5 separate regions of the Mus musculus genome follow, and all the other regions are linked to region 5. A link is a contact called in public Hi-C and promoter capture Hi-C data. All regions are on one chromosome and are shown on one strand. The core of a region is the stretch at or near the end of the contact, and the rest is flanking DNA. Distances in the headings are between cores, read along the strand shown. Region 1 holds the start of Amd1 (S-adenosylmethionine decarboxylase 1). Region 2 holds the start of Ddo (D-aspartate oxidase). Region 3 holds the start of Gtf3c6 (general transcription factor IIIC, polypeptide 6, alpha). Region 4 holds the start of Cdk19 (cyclin-dependent kinase 19). Region 5 holds the start of Sec63 (SEC63-like (S. cerevisiae)).

Evidence for each region. Promoter capture Hi-C pulls out the DNA fragments that hold promoters and counts their contacts. Hi-C and Micro-C count contacts between places; a contact is called where the count stands out from the background. Capture Hi-C pulls out chosen DNA fragments and counts their contacts.
Region 1: a contact with region 5 is called in a promoter capture Hi-C map of liver, with 3 times the contacts expected there. The contact joins the promoter of Amd1 here to the promoter of Sec63 in region 5. A contact is called at or near these places in 2 of 39 promoter capture datasets (hippocampal neurons and liver) and 1 of 9 other capture datasets (liver).
Region 2: a promoter capture Hi-C map of liver shows a contact between it and region 5, with 3 times the contacts expected there. The contact joins the promoter of Ddo here to the promoter of Sec63 in region 5. A contact is called at or near these places in 3 of 39 promoter capture datasets (hippocampal neurons and liver).
Region 3: a promoter capture Hi-C map of adipose tissue shows a contact between it and region 5, with 3 times the contacts expected there. The contact joins the promoter of Gtf3c6 here to the promoter of Sec63 in region 5. A contact is called at or near these places in 1 of 39 promoter capture datasets (liver), 1 of 115 datasets of contacts at active chromatin or transcription factors (thymic regulatory T cells) and 1 of 9 other capture datasets (adipose tissue).
Region 4: a Hi-C map of B cells shows a contact between it and region 5, with 5 read pairs. The contact joins the promoter of Cdk19 here to the promoter of Sec63 in region 5. A contact is called at or near these places in 1 of 39 promoter capture datasets (liver) and 2 of 484 Hi-C or Micro-C datasets (B cells and erythroblasts).

What each region holds. Positions count from the first base shown.
Region 1 is chr10:40,300,876-40,303,575 of GRCm38.p6, forward strand. Amd1 (S-adenosylmethionine decarboxylase 1) reads right to left here and starts at 1,313. Exons shown (of 8, transcript NM_009665.5): 1 at 874-1,313. The coding sequence starts at 983.
Region 2 is chr10:40,628,627-40,631,326 of GRCm38.p6, forward strand. It overlaps Ddo (D-aspartate oxidase), which reads left to right and starts at 1,385. Exons shown (of 5, transcript NM_027442.5): 1 at 1,385-1,465.
Region 3 is chr10:40,256,366-40,259,065 of GRCm38.p6, forward strand. Gtf3c6 (general transcription factor IIIC, polypeptide 6, alpha) reads right to left here and starts at 1,347. Exons shown (of 6, transcript NM_026113.5): 1 at 1,214-1,347; 2 at 848-928. The coding sequence starts at 1,294. It overlaps Rnu3a (U3A small nuclear RNA), which reads left to right and starts at 2,103; the gene lies at 2,103-2,314.
Region 4 is chr10:40,348,044-40,350,743 of GRCm38.p6, forward strand. Cdk19 (cyclin-dependent kinase 19) reads left to right here and starts at 1,265. Exons shown (of 13, transcript NM_001168304.1): 1 at 1,265-1,678. The coding sequence starts at 1,551.
Region 5 is chr10:42,760,182-42,762,881 of GRCm38.p6, forward strand. Sec63 (SEC63-like (S. cerevisiae)) reads left to right here and starts at 1,315. Exons shown (of 21, transcript NM_153055.3): 1 at 1,315-1,707. The coding sequence starts at 1,584.

The sequences.
Region 1 (2,700 bases), core at 63-2,562, 2.5 Mb before region 5:
AGGCTCCGGAGGGGCCCAGGAGCTCATTGGTCCGCCTCTCAATGAACCGGACCACGCCGGTTCCTCCGCCACTCTAGTCCCATTAGTGCGCTTCGGAGCACGGCGGAGCCCGGGTACCGGCCACCAAAGCGGGAGGCTGGTGTCACCGCCGCCGGGTCCATGCATCCTCAGTGTCATCCGCGCTTCAATGCTCGACTCTCCCAGCGAGGTCACTAGCAACTCTCCGCACCACCTCCCGTGTCGGGTGTGAGCAGGGGGCCCGCAGGTCTCCTTTGCTCCAGCTTAAGGCATTAAGTAAAATAGATCTTCGGGCTGACAGGCTTGTACCCCGGGAAGCAGGCAAACCCTCCAGCACCCCGCTGCGCTCTCCCGGACTTCGCCTCCGTAACAGGTTACACAGCCCAAGGTCAGGAGCCTCCCGGGCAAAGCCCGCGGAGGGTCCCGAGGCGCCCCGCTCTGCTGCAGGGCACGTCCGGGCGTCGGCGGGGCCCGGCACTGCGACACGGCCGCTCCCGCCCAATCCCGCCGCCCGAGCGAGCGCCACGCGCGGCCGCCTACCCCGCGGCGGGAGGCCTGCTGGTCGCCCCGCGGCCCAGGCCCACCCAGCTCGTGCTCCGCCCGCCCCTCACCCAGCCACACCTGCCGGAGGGCCGCGTGCCCCCCGCCGGAGCCCGTCAGCCCAGCCCCGCCGTCCGCCGGGGACGTTACCTGAGCACGCGGCCGCGCCGGCCTCCTCCCCTCCCCCAGGCGGCGCAGGCGGCCCCGCAACGGCGGCGGGAGAAGCCAGTTCCCGCCCGCCGACCTGGCCCCACCTGAGGCCGCGACTCGTGCCTCGCAGTCGGCGGCGAGCCGCCCTCAGGCCCAGGCACCCACCTTGGGATGGTACGAAGATCCCCAGATCCCTGGCTTGCGTCGGACTGCTGTCTGGAAAACCAGACCTCCAGCAGTTTCTCCGTCCCTTCGAAAAAATGTGCAGCTTCCATCACCGTGAGACTAGCGAACAACCAACAACCACAGAAAATCAACTAAATTAAATCTCTTCTCCCGCCGCTCCTGCCGCCGCTGCGGATTGTTCCAGCTGTGTTACTAAAGTTCAGGTTCCTTTTTTTTTTTTTTTTGCTATAATTTTATATTAACTTTTTTTTAAAAAAAGGACTAATAAAATTTTCCCGGCTATTTTCGTGAGCGAAAGTTGAACGTGAGTCTGTTGGAAATAGAGGCAGATACAGTTCAGTCTCTTGTAGTCCGCTGCTTTCCCGTTAGGAGAGTTGAGCGAGCGCTAGCTAATGTCGCCGGCCATACTGTGTAAGCGAGGGTTCTGCGTGAGCGCAGACCTTATATAAGCATCCTCCCCGACAGGCCAGGAAGTGACGCCATCGCCCCGCCCTCAGGGCCTCATAGGGACCGCTTCGTGTCAGTCAAACGTCGCCGAACGCCGGCTGGCTGGCGGTGGGCCCACGGGGAGTGCAGGGGACTACCAGCTTGGTTGCAGATGGAGCTGCCGCTGTCCCTTGAGCGGGAGACCGCTCTGTTGTCCGGCTGGGGACTTGGGAATCTGGGATTACTTGTGGAGCTGGTGGGGAGAGCGGGAGACAGGCGAGGCTGTCCCACGCTGCACACAGCTGGTTAGCAGAAAACAGGAGGGAGTCTGGAGGGGTGTCGCGGGGCTCGGCGGGGGCGGTGGCCACTGCTGGGTTGGCGTAGTGCTTTGATCCTGTGCGGTTTCTCGTTTCAAGCCGAGGTGGTTTTTGGCTTTTTAAAAAAAATTTTTTTAAACCATTTTTTCACGTGTTTCCACGAGACGAACGCAGCCTAGGCAATAAAATTGTCAGTGACGTACGTGTGGCCCGGGGTCGGATTGGAATGCGCTTTAATTCTGCTTGTGCTTTATCTGATGTGGGAATGAAGGCAGTTCTCCACGGGTTTACACAATAGCCAGAAGCGTCGTCTTCCTATTTCAAAAGAGAAAAGAGAAAAGCAACGTGGCGCCCAGCCTTGGAGGGCTCCGGCGCTATCTACCCCCCACCGTGTGCCTAGCCTAGCTTAGGAGTTGGCCGCCTTCCAGCAGACACCTATCAACCCGTACTCCATTAGGTCAACTGGTGGATATTTAGTTTGCAAAACTTCCTAGGAACTAGCTTTATTAAGTATAATACGAGGTTATTTGATATTTTTCTTAGGCTATTCTTAAAGGGGTGAACTAATTGAAAGTATTCCTCACAACCACCAGTACCACGCAAATTTACAAATTTGCCTAAAATTGCCTAAATGCCTAAAAAGGATCTTCGCGAGTATATAATAATAATGTAAATGGGTAGCAAAGAGTTTTCACTAATGATAATCTAAAGTATAAATTAGGGGTCAAATCCAAGTAGGATTTTGTTTTGTTTTTTTTTTCTTCTGCTATCTTCCTTTATTTATATTTGCAGTATGAAACACAAGCTCTGCACACATACTTGCACACTCACACCAGCCTGGGGGAGGGAGCTGGGACAAGGCCACTTTCTTTCTTTCTTTTTTTTTTTTTAATCTTAAGAAGCAAAAGATGTTAACAAAGTTATTAGTTACTTGGAAACACTGGGGGAAAGTCACCAAGCTCATAAAATTAAAAATGATTATAGTCACAAGACAAAGGGACCGTCTCCTATTATCCCTAGAGAAATCCACTGCAACTGTTGAAATTTGATTCATACATACCCT
Region 2 (2,700 bases), core at 135-2,634, 2.1 Mb before region 5:
GCCTCCAACCTGTGGTACCAGATACCATCTTCAGGTAGAAGGTGCCAGAATTGAAAGAGAATCCTGCTGAACCGGATGTGTCTGCTGGAGAGTCTGCTATATTGGTTGCTGGATGTGTGTGGAGAAAGAACCCATTCCCCTAGACACAGAACTGTTCCATTTTCTGTGACTTTGGGATTGTGGACTGAAGGGACAATGCCCTTTCTTTTCCATTTTGACACCCAGACAGCCTTGTATAAAATCGTACCTAGCTGAGCTCACCAGAGGCTCATGGCCACATGCAAAAGGAATCATCTTTCTCTCCTTTTCAGATGGGAAGACAGACTGAGACAGCCTCTGACTTGCTCAAGATAAGATAGTGAGGACCCTGCTTTGACAAAGAGGACCTCTGCTTGGCTGAGAGCATGCATAGGGAGTCTGCTACACAGAATGGCCTTTATCACACAAGAGACCATGGGCTTTTCCACATGTCTTGGAGCCTCGGTTTATATCTGTAGAATAAGGAGGATACGTCTCATTTCACAAGAGAATGGTGTTACGTGGTGATACAGTCATGGCTAAAGCGAAATCTCTTATTAGTATATTAACGTGGTTAATATTATTCTATTAAATATTATCTGGGCTGGAGAAATGGCTCAGCGATTAACACATGTAATTGCCAGCACCTTCATCAGGTGGCGCACCACCACCTATAACTCCAGCTCCAGGACATCTGGTGCCCTCTTCTGGCCTCCATGGGCACTGCGTGCATGTGAGAACAACATGCAATAGACCACAGACCAACAGACCACAGCAATTTAAATGTAAAACAAATCTTTAAGATATATTATAGCTATTGTGATACAACCAATTACGTCTCTAGAATCAAATGACTTTCAGGGAGGTTTAATGTGGGCTTTTCCTACTACTGAGCTGTGTGTGTTTCTGAGGAGGTGACACTCAGCAAATACCAGTTCCCTTCTATAAATATTTGGTTCATCCTAACTTATTTTCTGAATAAATTTTCCATCTGCCACCAGGCCGGCATCTCAGCTATCAACAACTCTGAACAATGCGGCAGGGGAAACGAGTGCTTGGTTCTAGCTGGGACTTTTTGGAAGTCAGACAGACCACCCATTTATTTGCCATGCAAACAAATCAGCCGGAGAAACTCCAGGCTGGTGGCAAGCTGAAGTTCTTGAAAGCCAGACAAAGACAGGTCATAGAGGACGAAACTTCCCCTGCAGGCTTGGCAGAGAGGCAGTTCCACAGAGCTTACACGTGCCTCTCTCCTGGGGAGTCAGAGGCAGACACTGTGGCATGGACCAATGGAGGGTAAGCTTAGAGAGAGTGTCCTTAATAATTTCCCCAATGGGAAGGAGTTTTGTTTTCCCTGTCTCTTAGGAGACCAGGCTAACAGGTCACTGGAAAACAAGTGTTGGTGCCAGGACCTCCGGTGGATACCAGACTGCTTTTTCAGAGACAGGTATTTGAATCCTCACTCTTTGCTCTAGGGTCGTTCTGTATGCACTCTGGGATTTTAGGGGTGTGTCTTGGTGGGGTTGGGGCCAGAGATTGATAGGTCACACTATATCAGGACATGCCCTATGTTTCTGGCTCTCTTTCCACTCCACTGGCAGCTGGTTATTCTTAGCCACAGATTGCTTTTCACCCTAGTGTTAACTTATTAGAGCTGTGGCGCAAGGCTGCTAGATAGGCAACTAGTAAGATCATGGCCGTCTGTCTTCTATTACCTCCTCTGGAAACAAGTCCAGGACCTCCCTCTCCCAGCCTTCCCCACTGGACTGTGTCCTGCTGGGAATCTTCTCTTGTCTTTCTTCAACCCTGGCAGTCTGACATCTCAGCTCACCTGCTCAGAAACGCACACGGCTCAGTTGGAGGAGAAGCGCACATTAAACCTCCCTGAAAAGGCTTCAAGGCTCACGGAGTGGGAGTCAAGTGGAGCTAGGGAGGAGGCAGAGAACCACTCATAGCCAGACCTCATGATGTCTGCCATGGCTAACCTCACCTGGCCTGATGCCCTGTTCACTGCCTGTTGCAAGAAGGGATTGTACCAGGGGTGGGTGGGATTTAGGCTAACAACACAAGCAGCTGGCTGAGAGAACTTTACCCCTAAGGAATGGCTATAACTAACTGGAATAATTACGTTTTGTCCACTCTCCTTAATCTGGAATTGAGCCAGATAGAGGGAGTTGGGCATGGAGCACACATAGTAAGACAAAGAAGTGAAGGCGGGCAGGAGGCTGACAGGTCAGCACCAAGTAACAGATTCCTGCTGCCTCTGCGGAGAGCGTGGAGGACACTGACATCTTTGCCCCTCTCTCTACCTTCCACACAAGATGTCAGCCTTGGGGTGCCTGGCGCAGGCGCCTGGTATCTACATTTTCCCTACATCCTCCCACAGGGGATCTATTTGGGAGACAGCCTCAGCGGCCTGCCGTTTACTACTCAAAGAGGCTAATAAGAATTCATTTGGTGCTGTCTTCAGGTGAAGGCACAGAGGCTAAAGGACCGCGGCCATTTCTTCCTGTTATGCAATCATCTGTGGCAGCCAGACATGACCTCTGTGTCTGCTCCCTAGAGTCCCGGGAGCAGAAGTCACAGCTCGGCTGCTTCCCAGGACTAGCTTACCTCCTCAGCAGTCCCTAGAATGTGCCCATAGGGAAAAAGTTAGGCAAGGGCACTATGACTAGAATTCTA
Region 3 (2,700 bases), core at 97-2,596, 2.5 Mb before region 5:
AAGGTATGTATCATCATCAGGCAATAACGTAATATTTTAAACTGTGTCTTCTCCAGGCATTTTGAAGACAGGGCTTTCTGTAGATCAAGGTGGCCTAGAACTTACTATATCATTAAGGATGACAATGAGCCAGGCGGTGGTGGCGCACGCCTTTAATCCCAGCACTTGGGAGGCAGAGGTAGGCAGATTTCTGAGTTCGAGGCCAGCCTGGTCTACAAAGTGAGTTCCAGGGCATTCCGGGGAGTTGGGGGGTAGGATGACAATGAACTTCGGATCCGCCTGCCTTGGGCTCTCCAGTGCCGGCATTACAGGTGTGCACCAGGACAGCCTGCTCTCATGCTATTTTTTCCTAATTGGCTTGTGAGGAGTGAGCCAAAGACACACCAAAGGCATGGTGAAGCAGGTGACATGGGTACTTGGTGACCGGCCGGGCAACACTGCATACATATCCACACTTAGACCAGAGTCTGCGTCCAGACTAGTACACTCAACTGTGGTACTATTGGAGGATAGAACTGAGGCCACGCCCACTACAAGGAAGGCAGGCACTGCTTAACAGCATGGATTAGGCTTTGTCCTGAAAGTCCCCCAGAAGTTTCATACAAGGTGTTTTGCTCTTTCTCTCCAGCCACACATTCAGACAGTGAAGAAGAAGCAGTCAGGCATTTTCTCTGCTCCCATAGAATCCCTCCCTTGTAACCTACTCTTCTGGTATGAGCCTGGAGCGTTTGATCACTGCTTTGTAAGGTGGGATGAACGTCTCTCTCTTTGTGGACAAGCATATCACCTTTTAGTCTTGTTTTAACTTTAAGAAAATCTACAACATTCCCCGAATTCTAAGACTCACCAAAATCTTGCATTTATTTTCACATTTGGAGAGAAAGTCTGAATCAATGATTCCTGACAATTCTACCAGAACAAACTGCTCCTGGTGGAAGAAAGCAAAGTTAATAAGGTAGACAAGGGGCAGTAAATAAGAAATGCCCCAAATTTCTCTGTGAAAACTCGATCCAGTTTCTGGTGGAAACCGATTCTTTCTAGAATGGGTAAACCAGAACTGAAGCTAGCCCTCCACGGCTTCTCGGGCTTCGGAAAGCCAGCGAGCTGTCTACCGGCCTCCCTCCCTCCGTCCGCATCCCAGACTCCCTTCCCCACCCAGGGGTGGCTCAACCAAGACCGCCCGCGCCGCAGGCCTCTGACCCTCGCTTACAACCTCCTCTAGCTCCTCTTCCTCCTCCTCCAAGTCCTCCCAAATGGGATCCACTGCCGCCGCCATAGCGTTCGGAGACGCCATCACTGGCCACGCCCCCTGTGGATGCCATTTTGGATACGGGCAGCGGCGTCCGGCTTCCGGCCAGAAAGCAAGATGGCGACGCCAGGCTTCCGTAAGTGGGTCCCACGTGGAGACTCGACACGCTCCGAGCTTCGGGAATTTAGGGTATTTAGCCCCACTTTGAAGAACGTGGCTCATAGAGCTCAGGCTACACTGAACTCAGTAAGTAGCTGAGGATGAGCGTAATCAACTGCCTCCACTATAAAACAAAACCTCACGTTTATTGTCTGCCGAAGGAGACTAGAGGATCAATGGTGGCCTCCACTTTTCATCCCAACATCTAAGGACGCGGGAGGGAGAGGATTAATGCAAATTCTAGGCCAGAGTGGCTACTTAGTTAACACAAACCCAGCAGTGACGCTACTGGGACAGGGTGGAATTCAGACCGCAGAGGACACAAATCAACACCCATCTTAAGTAAAACGCAGCCTGAGGAGCCGCACCCACCCTTTAAAACTGGTCCGGAAGTGATTTTCTTAGGATGACTGAAGACACTGGCGTGTGATTGGCTATTATCCTCAATATGTTAATTATGAACTTGATTCTGAGTTAGTTTACAAGTCATAAGTATTCAGAATGAGTTTTTGTTTTTGTTTTTTTTTTTTGCAAAATAATATACGAACACAGCTTCGAAAGTGCATGTGTATGGTATTCCTTAGGAGAATATTACGGGGTTTTCGCGGGGGGGGGGGGGCGGGTGGGGAATGTCACCATTAGTTAAAAATGTGCTGTCAGAGGTGGCCTCGCGGCGGCTGGCAACGCTAAACTAAGACTATACTTTCAGGGATCATTTCTATAGTTTGTTACTAGAGAAGTTTCTCTGACTGTGTAGAGCACCCGAAACCACGAGGAGGAGACAGAGTGTCCTTTCCTGAGCGTGAAGCCGGCTTTTAGTGCTGCATTTTGCAACTGCTATCTGCCATTGATGATCGTTCTCAACTCTCTTGAGGGTTGAGAGGGAGAGGACACAGTCTGAGTGGTTTCTTTTATATTTAGTTGAAAGTTAGAGTAGATGCTTTGGTCCTGAGCTACTAAATGGATATCTTTCCTCTTGTATTTTACATGGCTTATACTGTGTAGCCCGGTCATTCCTCTCTGTATGGTCCCAGACGACCTCCAACTCAAGTTCTGCTTTCTGCCTGCCTCAGCCTCCTAAGTGCTGGGGTTTAGGGTGTTCACTACAGCCTGGCTGACCTGCCTTTCTTGTTCTTAGTATGAATGTAGTTATAATGTTCACGAGACCATTAACTGCAAGAAAAATTTTAAGTGCTTATGAACAACAAAACAGGAAAGAATTTTGTCCTATTAGTAGTTGTGTGTGAAGTAAACTTAGGTCTTCTGCAAGCATGACTGAAGCTCCTTGCAGA
Region 4 (2,700 bases), core at 15-2,514, 2.4 Mb before region 5:
TAGGTATTGGAGATAAATGAAGGAGAGGGAAGGAAATAAAGAGGAAATAACAAGTCGATTCTTTGTTTAGATGGTCTCCCCAGCAATAATGTTGTCTATGGATAGCTTAGCTGCCTTTTTGACACAGACACCTTATCAAATTTCCCTTTTAAATTTAATCTTGTTATAAAATGCTGCCTTTTATTTTAGGTAGTGGAAGAGAGCTGAAACGCGCGTGTCGAATGGATCTCAATTTCTTTTCGGTTTAAAAGCCATCAATATGCAGTGGGTCACATTTTTAGTAAGGCACTTTCTAAGTTCTTACAGTACTACTTTGAGGTGATGGGTTCTGAGCCTCAGACACCATAACGAATCAACGTCATGAGCAAGATAAATACCTTAAACCCCTAGGTGAGCCTCGCCATTACTGTAAAACACGCTTTACTACCCAGCAAAAACGATTGTTTTTAAAACGCTGCATTTTTGCAATCTTCCAAGCGCTTTAATTGTTCTCAGACAGATGGCTAAAGCTAGGCTACCGCACCCGCATATGTTAGGATAAAACCGACTAGAGCGCCAAGAAAAAGATGATTGGCTGTGGGCCGTAGAAGTTACACGGTTCCCCTAGCAAGAGCTGGGAAACCGCTGAATCTTCAGGTTTTGAAATACGGTTTTTGCATCGTAAAGAAAGAAGATTAACCTATCAGGAAGAACCGAGCACATCCAATTACCAATCAAGAGCGGGAAAACAGCCAAAGCCGGAGATAACCAGGCACCAAAGCGGACGTCACTCTTCAGTCTCTGCCAATAAGCCGAGGCAAGGGGCGGGGCAACCAGAGGATCAATTGCCCAAGAAAACAAACAATGTGTAGTACAACTGTCTAAACCCCAGTCCTAAGCTCCGGATGCGCCGGAATGAGCTCTAGAGCAAGGCTCTCGTGAGGTGCTTCCCGCTTTTCTAGCCTAATGACAGTCAGGGCCGGGTATCTACTTCCTAGCTCAGCAAAGGTGTCCTTCCCGCCAGCTCCCACGGGCTCGCAAAAATCCCGCTGCAACTTTGCGCTACAGTTTACAGGAACAGCAGTCGCGCGCTGAGGGGGTGGGGCGGCGGCAGAGCGCAGGCGTACATGCCTTGTGGAGGCGTGGCCCAAAAGGCCCCAGGAACTCTGGGAACTGTATTCCCCGCTCCCGAGGAGGTAGCACAACTCACGAGCCCTCTTGAACTACATTTCCCAGAATGGCTCGCGACCTTGGGGCGGGACGCTTGGTTCCTTAATGAGTTCGAGAAAGCCGCGGCGCGGCCCACCAGGTTCCAAAACAAGGAAATGAAGGGAGGAGGCGGGACTGTAGATGCCTGCGGGAGCCGCCGCCGCCGCCGCGGAGGAGGAGGAGGCGGAGGAGGTGGCTGCCGCGGCCGCCGAGGAGTCCCTTGCTGAAGGCGGACCGCGGAGCGGCGGGCGGCGCGCGCGCGCCCGAGCGACGGCTGTTGGAGAAGTGGAGCGGCGGCGGTGGAGGAGGGACTGAGTGGCGGCGGCCCCCGCGTCCCGGTTTCTCTATGGGGGAAGCAGACAATGGATTATGATTTCAAGGCGAAGCTGGCGGCGGAGCGGGAGCGGGTGGAGGATCTGTTTGAGTACGAAGGGTGCAAAGTGGGACGCGGCACCTACGGGCATGTCTACAAGGCGAGGCGGAAAGATGGGTAAGAGCGCGAGCGGGGAGTGGGCTCGTCCCGTCCCCTCCGCTGCGGAGCCCCGGAGGGCTGGGTGGGTCGGAGCTCCCGGGACGAGGCGGCGTGGGTCGCAGAGCGACGTCCCGGGGCTAACTCGGAGGCACTGGTGCTGCCGCCCCCCGCTGGCCGGTCGCGCCCCTCGAAGTCGTACGGCGCAGCCCCGTCGGGGGCGTCGGTCCCGCCTGGAGTCGCGGCTGCGTGATTAACAGCGGGCGGCGGGTGGAGACCGCGCCTGGAGGTGGAGTTTAGGGGTCTGGTCCCCGGGGACCCTCCGGAGGGCTTGGCTGAAGAGTTACCGGTTTGGCCCTGTGCTGGTGACGGTAGTGGTGGAACTTCCAATCGGCGCAGCGCCTTCCCGGGGCGGCGGTTTGAAAGCTCGCGGGGGCGCCTCCTGTCTGGTGGCGCAGCGCTTGGGGTCCTGGCTGGCCCCTTGGGTCTGACTTCCTTGCCAACCCAGACTTCATCTCTGATGTTTACCTGGGGACTTCCCGATCCTGCTCCCGATTCCCACATTTTAATATTCTGAATTCAGCACTCTGAAGGTGGACCCTGGAGAGAGATAAATTGTATATTACAAGATTTAAGTGTTCTCTGGTTGCTTATCTTTCCTGCCTCTTGGCTATCTTAGGTATAAGATATATCTTGGCTATCTAATTCCCCCCAACCCCCTTTAAGATAGGGTATCTGTGCGCCCTGCTTGGCCTGGAACGGAGAGATTCGCCTGCCTCTGCTAATCAGGTACTATCATTAAAGGCGTATGCCACCAAACCTGGTCCATTTCTCTTTTCTTCAGGAAGAAATCTTGATTTCTTCAAGTTCTTAGCCTCTGTCAAATGGCTGTGAGCTTTGGTAGTGTTTATTGAGAACCTAGACCACCAAGAACAGAAAACGGAGTGACAGGCTTGAGCCTGGATTGCCGTTTCCTTAGTTGAGGGGATCTGTAGGAATCTCTTGGGAAGTCTTTATGGATTGTTATATCAGTAAAAGACAAG
Region 5 (2,700 bases), core at 65-2,564:
AAAAACACCCCCCCCAACAAAAAGCAAAGTAAACAAAACAACAACAAAACGGGCAGTTAAGAGCACTGAATGCTCTTCTGAAGGTCCTGAGTTCAAATCCCAGCAACCACATGATGGCTACAGTGTACTCATATACATAAAAATAAAAAATGAATCTTAAAAAAAAATACAGCAGAATGTTTGTACTTGCGCGGTAGCTTCTCTTTTTAAAGATATTGCACAGTTTCCTTTACTATTCACAGCGGTCCTGTGTAAAGTGCCCTGTGTCCTCTTGATCCACAGAGGGCAGTGCAGACACTGGGACCCACCCTGCTAAGGCCACCACTGGACTCTGGTGGGATCTTTGCAAGGTTAGAGGACTATCCTGCAGTTCAGCTGACTCCAGCTTGAGATTCGGTGGCCAGGAGCAGAGAGTGACTGCCTCTTCAGATTGCCCACAGGTTGCAGGGGAGTGCCAGCGGCTCTTTGGGGCGTCAGAGCGATCTGGGTTTGGATCCTCAAGCCCTGAGCAAACCCAAACCATTGAGCGTTACCTCTGGAAAATGTTTTGAGTCTGAATTTTCTCATCAATAGAGCATATATGACATTGGTTCTCAATATGTGGGTCCTGACCCTGTTAAGGGGGAGTTATCAAAAGACCGTTTTAGAGGGAGTATATATATCATGCACATCATATATTTACATTACAATTCGTAACAGTAGTAAAATTACAGTTATGAACTAGAAATGAAAATAATTTTACGGTTCGGGGTCACGACAACATGAGGGACTGTATTAAAGTGTGGCAGCATTAGGAAGGTTGAGAGCCACCGATCTATATTTTGCTTTATTTCATGTTTTACTGACAAATTGAAGACATGATCGCTTGGGTCACAGAAAGCATTAGTGAACTGGCAGCTCCAAATACCAAGGCTTTGGAACTCTGAGGAGTTCCTTGCTCCCTATTCTTTTCATTTATTTATTTTTCCTTGCTCCCTATTTTAATGGCACTTGTTTCCATGAGGTTCACGTGGAGGAAAAGTGAGAGGGATAGGAGAGAGTGGAGAGGTTTGGCAACCTCGCTTAGGTTGCAAAAGCTCAGGTCCCAATCGCACCTAGGACGCTCGCCTCTGCTCACTGCTTGGGGGACCCTGGCAAGAAAGCTCCTGGAATCCGGGAAGGGTGCTGGGAAGGAAAGCCTGGTAAGCAGGGGGCGGGACCCGGGGGCGGGCTTATGGAAAACAGAGGGCGTGGTCCGTGGCTCAGGGGCGGGGCCGCGGGCGGGGTCCAACAGAGTTTCTTTGCTGCGCGCGCCACGTCTCCCTCAGTGAGCGTGTGGAGGAGACGGCCGGGGAGGGAACAGCCGCGTGGGGCGGGAACTAGCTCCTCTCGCGAGAGTTGGCGACGGCCGCGGCGGCGGCGGCGGCGTGTCCGTGAGAGCGGCGTGGGGGCGGGGAGGAGAGCGGCGGCGGCGGCGGCGGCGGCGGCGGTAGCGGCGTCCGAGCTACGCCACACGGGGCCGGGGCGCTGGGAGCCGGGAGCCGGAGCGCAGCGCGGGGTCGTGGCGACGGCGGTGAGGGGAGCGCGGCGGAGGAGGCGGAGCCATGGCGGGCCAGCAGTTCCAGTACGATGACAGCGGGAACACCTTCTTCTACTTCCTCACCTCCTTCGTGGGGCTCATCGTGATCCCCGCCACCTACTACCTCTGGCCGCGAGACCAGAACGCGGGTGAGTCCCGTCGGCGGCCCGCTCTGGCGCGCTCGGGCGGACGCTCCGCTCCGCTCTTCTCCGCTCCGCTCCGGGCCGCGCCGTCCTGCCCGCCGGTGCTGCTCCGCGTCCCAGGGACGCCGCCTGGGCGGCGGGGCCTGAGGGCCGCTGTCCACGGGGCCGGAGCTCGGCGGCGATTTCCGGGGCTGTCCGCCCGCCTGCGTGGTCCGCGGGAGTTTGGCGGGGATCCGATCCGCATTGTTCTGGACGCCCCTCGCCTGCCGCCTCTTTGTCTCCCCAGCCTCGGCTTTGTTGGGTGTTCTTTCTGGAGGGAGCGGGCTGGGCTGGGACGGGGGGCGAGAGAAGAGTTGGCCGAGGGGGAATAAGAGCGTGTGGGCACAACTCCGCATCCTTCGCTCCCGTCACCCTTTCTCCCTCTTGTCCCGGTGTCCCCGCTGCAGCTGTTGGTACAGATGTTTGGGGGCACCCCTAAGCTGGGTGTCATGTTTGGGACTTCCAAGTGAGCTCACCAGCAGCCCACCCCGTCACTTCCTCCGGTTGCTTTTTTCATTTGTTCAATCACATCGTGGGGGTTGGAGAGCGCTGCCGTTATTCCTTTTATAAAAGCACAAATAGGATTTTCTCCGTTTCCTTTCCTCTGGAGTTTCCTGTTTACAACGGAAAAGTGCAGGCATGAAGGATTAAGCGGGATTCGTTGATGGAAGGAGGTAGTTGGTGGGGTCGCAAGCTCCTTTGCTTTTAGTTCTCGAGTCTTTCCACATTAAAGGTCGCGTCAGAACGCAACCCAGTGCAGTTTCCGGGGATGTTAGGTTTAAGATTGTAATGTTGGATTCTGTGTTGCACTTTACTAAGACATATGGCACCGGTTATTCTTAAAGCTGATGGCACTTACAGCAAGCGCCTAATGGGTTATTTCTGGTGGTGGTAACCATAATTAGTAGGTTTCGAGTATAACAGCGGCTCTGGGGGAGAGCGTTCTGTGTCTGCTAAGTT